Regions from separate parts of the Mus musculus genome. Here region 1 is linked to region 2. The links are chromatin contacts, called in public Micro-C maps. All regions are on one chromosome and are shown on one strand. Each heading gives the region's core, a stretch centred on a gene start, on an enhancer-like site or on the middle of the called end of the contact. The rest is flanking DNA. Distances are from core to core; before and after follow the strand shown.

The links. A called contact is a pair of places that touch in the nucleus more often than the background predicts.
Region 1: a contact with region 2 is called in a Micro-C map of embryonic stem cells, with 2.1 times the contacts expected there. The contact joins the promoter of 9430085M18Rik here to the promoter of Nkx6-1 in region 2. A contact is called at or near these places in 2 of 39 promoter capture datasets (embryonic stem cells and liver), 2 of 484 Hi-C or Micro-C datasets (both in embryonic stem cells), 2 of 115 datasets of contacts at active chromatin or transcription factors (both in embryonic stem cells) and 1 of 9 other capture datasets (liver).

What each region holds. Positions count from the first base shown.
Region 1 is chr5:101,699,959-101,705,128 of GRCm38.p6, reverse strand. It overlaps 9430085M18Rik (a long non-coding RNA gene), which reads right to left and starts at 1,580. Exons shown (of 3, transcript XR_001785073.2): 1 at 1,019-1,580.
Region 2 is chr5:101,662,848-101,667,905 of GRCm38.p6, reverse strand. It overlaps Nkx6-1 (NK6 homeobox 1), which reads left to right and starts at 3,195. Exons shown (of 3, transcript NM_144955.2): 1 at 3,195-4,344. The coding sequence starts at 3,672.

The DNA of each region.
Region 1 (5,170 bases), core at 331-2,830, 39 kb before region 2:
TGAAGCAATGCTACAAAATTCAAAGGGTCGCTATTTGCGTGCATTTCCTTCCTAATAGAAAGAACACCATTGGGCTGGAGACATGGCTAAGAGGCTAAGATCAGTGGCTGCTTTTCCAGAGGACCTCAGTTCAATTTCAAGCAACCACATGGTGGCTCACAACCATCTATAAATATAATCTGATGCCCTCTTCTGGCATGCAGGTGTACATGAAGATAGAGTACTTATATACATTAACTAAATAAATAAATCTTAAACAACAACAACAAACAACACCCACACTGTTGCCTGCCATCCCAGCACTCAGGAGGCTGAAGCAGGAGGATCATGAGATTGTAGCTAGTCTGGGCTACATAGCTAGCCTGTCACTTGAAAACCACAGACACTCCAAAACTACCATCCATCTTCCCTTCACCTGTCTCTCCTTTTGGAAGCAAGATCTAGAGTCTGCTGTGGCTAAAAGCGCCTGCACTCACTTGGGCCTGTAGGTGCCTGGTGCATTGCAGAGGGCAGAAGCAGACGTGGCCATATACTGTGACTCTCTTGTTCTGAAACATTTTCCCCTTCAGTCACCTAGAATTCTAGGTGGATAGACAAACACCTTGTACAAGAGTTGACAGTGTGTCCAGGCAACTGCAACTTCCTTACTGTGCTTTTACTAATCCCTAGACAAGGATCAGCCAGACCAGAGTGTAACCAAGACTGACCAATGGCATGTGTTTCCTCTGATTCCTGGATAATTTTCCTTGCCTGGATAATTCGGGGGCTCTTGACTGCCCCGCTGAACAGCACTGACAGGAGCAGCTGCCCTTCCTTCCTGCTGTGGTTTTACTGACTAAATGTCCTTTCCTGGTTTTCACACCTACTTTCTCTGGGTTTGGAGGTGAGTGGCTGGACCCAATATGTTGGAATACCCAGTGTCAGGGCCCTGACCAAGGATTGCAGTAGTATTTATACACATGTACACACACACACATATGCACACGCGCACCCTCCCACCCATCCCCCAGGAACACACCTCTCCTACCCTGGAATGTCACACGGTAACAATGGCAACGCAGGAAGAGGAAGGAACCTGGAGAACGCTCTCCTCAGTGCCCTAGTTCGTCACAGACGGGTCCTTGCAGCGTCATCTCTGGACATTCTGAGGAGTGGTATGCTAGAGGAAGGAGGGACCTCAGGGGCAACCAGCTTCTAGGTAGCAGAAGGGATCAAATTCTCAAACCGTTAGTGTGAGAGAGCAACACAAACTTCTGCTGTGAGGTGGATCTCACCACAGGCCCAGGCTGAGCGTGACCTAGGGCTGGTGCCTCTGAAGCAGGAGACAGCACAAGGTTTTCCACATTTCCTCGGGTATTTTGTTGCGGTGACGACAGATGGACTCACACCTCCGCTTTATCCTGTCGCTTTACTATTTGTTCGCCCTGTATTTCTGTGACCTGCTTACAGTTATATTTTCTTTCAGACTTTAACAGCTACCACCTCAGCCAGTTCAGGTGCAGTGTTTAGTGGCGGTCATGGCTTCCACGCCACCGCCACTGCTGACTCATCAGCTCCTCAGACCCCATGCACGCATGCGCTCACGCCCACGCACGCTCTTTCTGAGCCTTTTAAAGGAAAATACCTCTCTTTTTGCCCCTGTGTACTTTAGTGTATGTTTCTCTCTCTCTCTCTCTCTCTCTCTCTCTCTCTCTCTCTCTCTCTCTCTCTCTCTCTCTCTCTCTCGCTCTCTCTCTCACTCTCCCCCTCCCCTCCCCCTCCCCCTCCCCTCTCCCTCCCCCTCCCCCTCCCCCTCCCCCTCCCCCTCCCCCTCCCTCTCCCTCTCTTACCGGTAATCTAGCCCAATAAATTTACACTGTGCCATACTCTGAAATTGCTCATTCAGATTTCAGTTTTGTCCATTCTCCTAAAAAATGAACTTTCGGCCATTTTATCCTTCCTGGACAGAATCGGGAGAGAAATGTGTATTGCATTAAGTTGTCAAATGCTTATACCTTTAATTTGTATTTCCATGGCCTTTATCTTTTATGATTTGGACAGCTTTTTGGTTTTATTTATGCTTTTGTATGGCTGGGCTTGAATCCTCACTAAACCTTGTGTGATTTAGGCACGTGCTCTGCCGTTGAACTTCGTCTCTGACCCTGATTTGGTTGTGTCGAAGATTACTGTCCCCTCTTTCAATGAGTCAGGGCATTCGTCGTCTGGCTTTTCTGCTTGTCCTTGTGGTCAGCCCGCATTATGAGGAGGGACATGTCTCACGTGAGACTCTTCTGAAGCCTGCACCTGGAGTCATACCAGAACCATCTGCTCCTTGGCTGAGTTACCTGAGCTCAGCAGATCAAGAACTAACCTAGCTTCTCCCTGTGGGATTTTGATTACGGTTGCTTCCCTTGAAGCTATGATGCAAGAGGAGGGAAGAAAACACCAGTCTTGATCAAAAGTTCTCTCTGGGTTAGAATCCATCGGTGTACTTCACGTGATCCAGTCTCTCTGTGATAAAACTGTGGAACCTTCCTTGTGAATGCCAACACTCTTGTTTTTACTAATGTGCCCCTAGCAGTCTCCTGCTGGAGAGATCCTGGACTAATATCCCTTTTCTGTCAGTGTGATCAATATCTGGACCAAAGGCAAATTTAGGAGGAGAGCGTTGCTGTGCCTTATGACTCCAGAGGGGAGTCCAAGAGGACAAAGAAGGAGGGCTGCTGATCATCACTGTCTATCCACACACAGGAAGGAGGGCAGGAAAGGAGAGAGAGAGAGAGAGAGAGAGAGAGAGAGAGAGAGAGAGAGAGAAGGAGGGCTGCTGATCATCACTGTCTATCCACACATAGGAAGGAGGGAAGGAAAGGAGAGAGAGAAAGAAGGGAGGAGAGGGGAGAGGGAGAAAGAGAGAAAGGAGGGAAGAGAGAGAGGGGGGGAAGGGGAGGGAGAGAAAAAGGAGGGAGGGGGAGAGGAGAGAAACACATAGAGAAAGACGGAGAGGCAGAGAGAAGAGAGAGACAGAGATAGAAGAGGGGTCAGGGATCAGAAAGTAGGGTAAGGACTTAAACCCTCAAAGTCCATTCACACTCTCCCCCCCCCCCACTGACACACTTCCTCCAGTGAGGCTTCATCTCCTGAAGGCTTCATAACCTCCCCCAAATAGCATCACCATCATGGGAGCAAGCATTTAGACACACAAGGAGGATTTCCTCACTGAAGCCACCAGAGAGAACATGTATCAAATCTATCGTCTCTTCACCTTTCCAGATCTCTCGTCTATCTTTCTACATAACGTATGACCTCACGAGTTCTTCATTTTCTGTGTTTTATTGTTGGTTGTGCTGCTGTTTTCGTTGTCTTCGATCTGCCAGGGGATGTTGGCATTTGTGTCCTTTGTCTCTAATGTTGTTGTTGTTTTCTTGTGGCTGCCTGTGCTGTCCTTGGCTCTGTCCTGCTGTGGCCCTGGGATTAGGGAGCACTTCTTCCTAGCTGAGTGGCAGCTGCGGGGTGTGACAGGGAGAGGAGCTGCAGTCCTGGGGCAGGACAGTGCTGGGCCTTTCTGTGATGCAAGCAGAGGACGATGGATCCATGAAGCCACTGTCTGACAAACTGGTTTGCTATGAGGAGGAAAACTGGGTTTGAGATGTAAGCAATCCAGTGGCTCTGTTAACTTATAATTAACCTGCAGCTTGAAATCTGGGTCAGGCAACCTGGGTCCATGTCTCAGCTTCCACTTGCTGGCAGCATGGACTTCCCATCTGCAAAAAGTGATTAGCAGGGCACAGCATAAAGTAACACAGAGATTATGTAAATAAACTGTGTAAGTGCTGAGGAAGAACCCACGTGGAATATTTCCACACACCGAAGTTCTTCCTGCAAATGCTACCTGCTGGAGACTGCCCTGCTCTCTTCACTTTCCTTGTTTCAAGTGGATTAAAATGTAGACACCGTTTGTTTCAAGAGGAAAGGAATTCTGCTTCTATTATTCAGTTTTGTGACCATGTATGAAACTTAGACGATCATTGGGAGACAACTTTTGTTTATAGGCAGGGGAAAGAAAGTTCTCTTAGGGCTTTTGAAACAGGCTCTGAATGTATTCCCAAGTTGGACCAGAGCTTGAGGCAATCCTGCCTCATCCTCTAGATGCTTAGATTATGAGTAGGTGAACCAACCAACAACCATCAATGAACAAACCTAAAAGGTGTTCAAAAAGCAGTAATGGAAATGTTCACTAGGGGGCGCCATTACAACAAATATGTGACACTTCTTTTAAAAACATTTATGCAAGCGTCATAGTTTATTGATAGTGCCTTTCCTGGGAAGTGAAAACCGATAAGTATGATGGTGCCCTTTCATCCTACCATAAATAAAACAGCTGGCTGTTTCAAAGATAAACATTACTATAATTGGAAATGAACAAATATTTACTGAGTCCTGGGCAGCCCTAATGCCCCATTCTGTCCCAGCCAAGAGGAAATAATCAGTAGATGTATGTAGTTGGATAAAGTATACTTAACACATTGAATAGTGAGATAAGAACAAGCCATTTATAACACTTGTTAACATTCTCCGAAACGATAATACACATGCGCGGTCAAATAAAAACAAATGAAACTTAAAGGGACCTTCCTCTGACTGTTTCCATATCTCAGTGAAGAAGAGGGGCTTTTGAGTTAGACATAAGCTCATGGCGGTTTTTCAGTAGAGAAAGAAGGCAGTGTGTGATAGTAGAACACTCTGGGTTTCGGGTCCTCTTTCCTCTTCCTTGGCCCCCTGACAGTCCATTTCTGCCTCCTTTGCCACCTCTCTAAGAGGAGGGACAACGAAGCGCAAAGTTGTGTTCTGAGTTCCAGGGATAGGACTTGCTTATCTCTTCGTATCTTCTGTGTCCCGGTTGGATGCTCCGTAGTCCGTATCAGCGAGAGAGAGAGAGAGAGAGAGAGAGAGAGAGAGAGAGCTTCTCTCACACTAGAGGTAGAATGTCACCGAGTTATGCAGAGCTTTCTAATGTGTAATTTCTCCTCCCTCCCTCCCTCCCTCCCTCCCTCCCTCCCTCCCTCCCTCCCTCCTTTCTTTCTTTCTTTCTTTCTTTCTTTCTTCCTTCCGCTCTCTCTCCCCCCCTCCCTCCTCCCGTTCTTCCTTTCTGTATCAGCACCACTGGAAGTACAGAGGGACTGTAGCTCATTGT
Region 2 (5,058 bases), core at 1,946-4,445:
CCCCAAGGAAAAACAATCAGGAGCCCCAAGAGGGTTTGAAAGCAGCAAACCCTGGGCCCACAAGGCAGGCAGGCCCTGCCACACCCACTGCAGCTCGCCTGGAACCCCGGGCCGAAGAGTGGAGGGCAGGGTGACCTCTTCCCGACTGAGCCCAGCAGCTCACACTCCTGGGATCCTGGGGGCAGATCCCGGACAGCACCTGGCTAGAGGCACCCGCCTTTCTTCAGAGGCGGGTGGGATGAGTCGGAAAACAAGCTGCCATTGCCGCTGCCGCTGAAGAATTTAGACACCCCTTAAGGATCGAGGTACACAGTCCCCATCATTTTTTATTGTTAGAATTGGGAATCATACTATTTAAATTATGAATTATGAATGACAGAGACTCAACGGATGAGATGTCTTCATTTCAAAACCAGCTTTGTAACTACGGAGCACAGTTAAGTTGGAGTTGACTCTCTCTCTCTCTCTCTCTCTCTCCTCCCCCTTCCCCACTTTCTCTGTCTTTCTCTGTGTCTCTGTCTTTCTCTTTGTCTATCTCTCTGTCTTTCTCTGTCTCTCTGTCCCTGTGTGTCCTTCTCTGTCTTTCGCTGTGTCTCTGTCTGTCTCTCTCCGGTCTATTTTCTTTTTTGACACCCCCTCCCCAATACCAGATACTAAATTCTCAATAGAAAAAAAAACCGATCAATTTACCAACCCATTCCCCATTACAGTAACTACAAAGATAGCTACTTTTGAGGAAAGAACTTCCAATACACTTAGGTTCGGTTTTCTCGGTTCCTACCTAGTCCCTTTCCCGGTGGACATGAGCAGATCGCAGGAGGCCCAAAATTCGAGCTCTGGCTGATCGTGTGCCACGGAGGAAATGCTGGGTCCGAGTGAGAGTAGTTTGTGAGGAAGCCAGAGGCATTGAAATTCCAGCGGCAGAAACAGAGCCGGGGCTTGCCCGCCACTGTCCGCTTCACGAAATTGGCTGGCTGCTCTTCTCGGGTTTAGGTAGCAGAGGGCTGGCGTGGAAGCGCAGACAGCACCCACTTTAGCTCTCCCCGGAGCCTAGAGACTGGCAGGCCGCTTAGCATATCTCCCACCCGTGCAGAGCCCCACCTTTTCCAGGGTCAGATCTAAACTCTACGGAATGATGGCAATAACCAAGTCTTGAAGTTAATAAAGATGGGAAAGCCAGAGGAAGACAAATATCATCTTCCCCACCCCCGACTCTGAGCGAATGAAAGGAGCAGGCGATGATTAACCCCTAGGCTTTACTCTCACACGTCAAACTCAACCTCAAGTTGACAACACTCAAGCTTTGGAGAAGTAAGGGGACCGACCAGTTTAAGGCCTCCTGCTTGACATTCAGAGTCAAACTCCCTGGCGCTGCTCAGTTTTAATTCCTGGGTCATTTATCGCCTATTTCTGTTTTCTGAACCTTAAATTTGGACTCAATAATATGATGCAAATCTCTGCTGTGACACTTCCCGCCCCCCCCCCCCCCACTGGTGTATCAACTGCCCGATTTCTCAAGATCGACCAAAGAGGTTTTTTCCTTGGTTTTGGTCAACCCTGAGCAGACCTTAAAGATCGGCCAGAGGGAGCAAAGCCCTTTTGACCATCGCTCCCAATGTCAGCCTAGAAGTCGGTCGTCTCTAGTTTACTCAACTACCCGAGTTGAGAGCTTGACCAGACTTTCCAACAGTTACCTGTCTTCCCCCGAGGTATTCCTCTATCTAAAGTTGTCCTGTGAATTTTAGTGATCCTGCCTCATAAATCCAACTAATAATAATAGAGGGAGGATTTTAAAAAAATAATTATCTCATTTCTGTTAGGTTTAGACACCACGCAGGAGATAAATATTCTCATTAAGCTGATTTCATCCCCAGAGTACTGAGCCCCCTCATAAGTGATAATGATCTAGGGAGTGGGAGAGCGAAGACAAGAACGGAGAAAGAACAGAAAAGAGCAGGAGACGGAAAGATGGTGAAGGGTGACCCTTAGGCCTGCGAGGGGTTTAAAAACATCTACGGGCTTAAGGAACAACAAATCAATTTACACGATTCTGGAAGAGCCCAGAGGGCCTTTAATTAATCCCTTCAAAAGAAGGAAGTCGGCCTGGGATATGCCTCCTGCCTGCTCCATTAGCTCCCTTTTCGCAAGGGTCCAGACACCGTTGGAGGTGGGCGCCGCGCGCGAGCTGGGGGAGGATGACGCGAGCTGGCGTGGGCGGAAGAGCCGCACTTAAACTGCTTTTCCATAGAAGGGCTGGATTTTCATTATTCCTCTCTTTAAAAAGTAATGCCCTCTTCGTCCCTGCTCCCTCCTTCTCCTTTCCATTTTATTTTGCACGATTAGTTGAGCCGGCCGCTGGCTCTAGACTGGAACCACTCTTTTCGCCAGGCCCCTCCCCTCTTGGCTCCGCCCAAGTGAAGCTGGGGCGGGGACTAGGAGGGCGCGTCCTTATGGCTCCCTAGTCTCAGCCAATCAAAAGGTGTGGCGCTCCCAGGTGGGCGTGTTCTAGGAGCGACGCCTTGCCCAAGCTGAGCGCTATTGGAGGCGGTGTTTACGCCCAGGACCCGGGCCCCGCTCCTCAGTCCCGCCCCGCCGAGCCGCCCCGGAATGACGTCCTCGAAAGTTCTCATTTTGGCCCCCCACCTCCCCTCCCTTGCGTCCCCCAGCTAAAGAGAGGCAGGGAGGGGTGCAAATATTTTATTACCTTTGAGAGCTTCATCCGAACTGTCAGGCCCAGAGGGAGAGAGGAGAGAAGGGAAGAGCCGCCGAGAGGGTCAGTTTGGCCAGAGGACAGGGCTTGGAAGAGCCAAGCCTGGAAAGCCAAGGAGAAATGCCAGAGAGGCAAGAGAAAGGCGGAGAGTGAGAGGAAGAGAGGGCGCCAGGGGGTGGGACGGGGGGGGGTCTCCCGGCCGGCTTGCAGAAGAGGACGGACGATCGGAACCGGCCCGTCAGACTTTTTCCATACTTAGGTTTATTTTCTTTTATCCTTTTCGATCCGGCTAGTCCGGCGCCGCGTGGCTCGGAGGGGAAGTAGGCTCGTGGGCGCACCAAGTCCCCAGCCGCCGGAGCGGTGTCACTGACTGCCCTTTCTGGCGCAGTAACGCCGGGCCCGAGGCAGTGGCGGGCGCGATACCCGCGCCGGCCGTTTGTGCTCTGTCCCCCGGGCGAGCGGTGAGTGCGACTCAGCAGCGCGGCCGCCGGGAGAGCGGAGCGTCCGAGCGAGATCAGAGGCGCGCACCGGGCGGAACGCCGCCCGCTTTGAAGCTCCCCCAGGCGAGCGAGCCGGCCCCCGCCCTCCTACATCAAAGCGAACGCTCCGCGCCTCCCAACCTTGTTGCAAACTCTCTGGGTCGGCTGCGGGGTACGTCTTGCTGATTTCCCGCGGGGGTGGAGAAGATGAGAAGCAGAGCGCTCTGAGCCGGGAACGAGGGACCAGCGCCTGGGATCGAATCCGGGACTCCCGAAGCCGAGGAAGCGCTGAGCCCGCCCGCGCCCCCGCAGCCCTCGCCCCTGCCGCCTCCCGCGGGGCGTTTGGACATTTTTGCTGCGCAGCTCCCGGAGCCCGCGGCCGATCCACACTTCGCTTGCGCGCGCCCCCGGCACCTCGGGTTCTCCCGAGCCCCGGCGGGGCCACCGACCTGCGTGGCTGCGGGTTCGGGTCTGGCTGTGGGATGTTAGCTGTGGGGGCGATGGAGGGCCCTCGGCAGAGCGCGTTCCTGCTCAGCAGCCCGCCCCTGGCCGCCCTGCACAGTATGGCCGAGATGAAGACCCCGCTCTACCCCGCCGCTTATCCCCCGCTGCCCACCGGGCCCCCCTCCTCCTCGTCCTCGTCCTCCTCGTCCTCGTCGCCCTCCCCACCTTTGGGCTCACATAACCCGGGCGGCTTGAAGCCCCCGGCCGCGGGGGGCCTCTCGTCCCTGGGCAGTCCCCCGCAGCAGCTTTCGGCGGCCACCCCACACGGCATCAACGACATCCTGAGCCGGCCCTCTATGCCGGTGGCCTCGGGGGCCGCCCTGCCCTCCGCCTCGCCCTCCGGGTCTTCCTCCTCCTCCTCCTCGTCCGCCTCCGCCACCTCGGCCTCTGCGGCGGCCGCCGCCGCCGCTGCTGCTGCCGCCGCTGCCGCCTCGTCGCCCGCTGGGCTGCTGGCCGGCCTGCCCCGCTTCAGCAGCCTGAGCCCTCCGCCACCGCCGCCCGGGCTCTACTTTAGCCCCAGCGCCGCGGCTGTGGCCGCCGTGGGCCGGTACCCCAAGCCCCTGGCCGAGCTGCCCGGTCGGACGCCCATCTTCTGGCCCGGAGTGATGCAGAGTCCGCCGTGGAGGGACGCGCGCCTTGCCTGTACCCCCCGTGAGTACTATGGGAGGGGAGGGTGGGTCCCTGCCTTCTAAGTCTGCTCTCGGGTCGTGAAGCACACAGTGCCCCTGCGGGCGGTCAGTCTCCTGGCCGCCACACTAGTTTGGAAGTTCCGGGACAGCACGCCGTTGGCTGGGCCCCTGCAGGCGAGCGAGGGACTCGCGCTTTCCTGGGCTCGCCGAGGCTCATGCAGGCCTGGGCTCCACCAACGAGAATGCGTCTGGACAGAACACAGCGCAGCAAGCGAGCTTCTGTCTGGGCTGTTCTTGAACCTGGCCAGCTCTGGGTCAGATGGATGGAAAGCGGGAAAAGGCCTCCGCACCCCTTCCTTTCTGGCTCCTTCCTGCCATGCTCGCCCGTTCCTTCAGTAGTCTGACCCTTGTTTTCGGCAAACCCGCGAGGGTAGGCAAGGCAGCTGGCTATCTACCTCCTCGAGAAAAGCAGACTTTTGCTTGCACACACCCTCCCTGGTTGTCTCCAGCTCACCTTTTCTCCCAGCTCCCTCGCCCACTCCCAGTGCACTTGTCCAGAATGACCTGTGCCAGCGGTTCCCAGAACTAGGCTGTTGTCATTGATGGACCCGGGTCTTCCCTACTCCTGAATCCCAGGGCCCTGGTCACTGAAGGGGCATTGACACTCAACAGACTAACTCAAGAGAGGACATGATGAGAAATATACATGTGCAGGACACAGACCAGTAAAATGTAG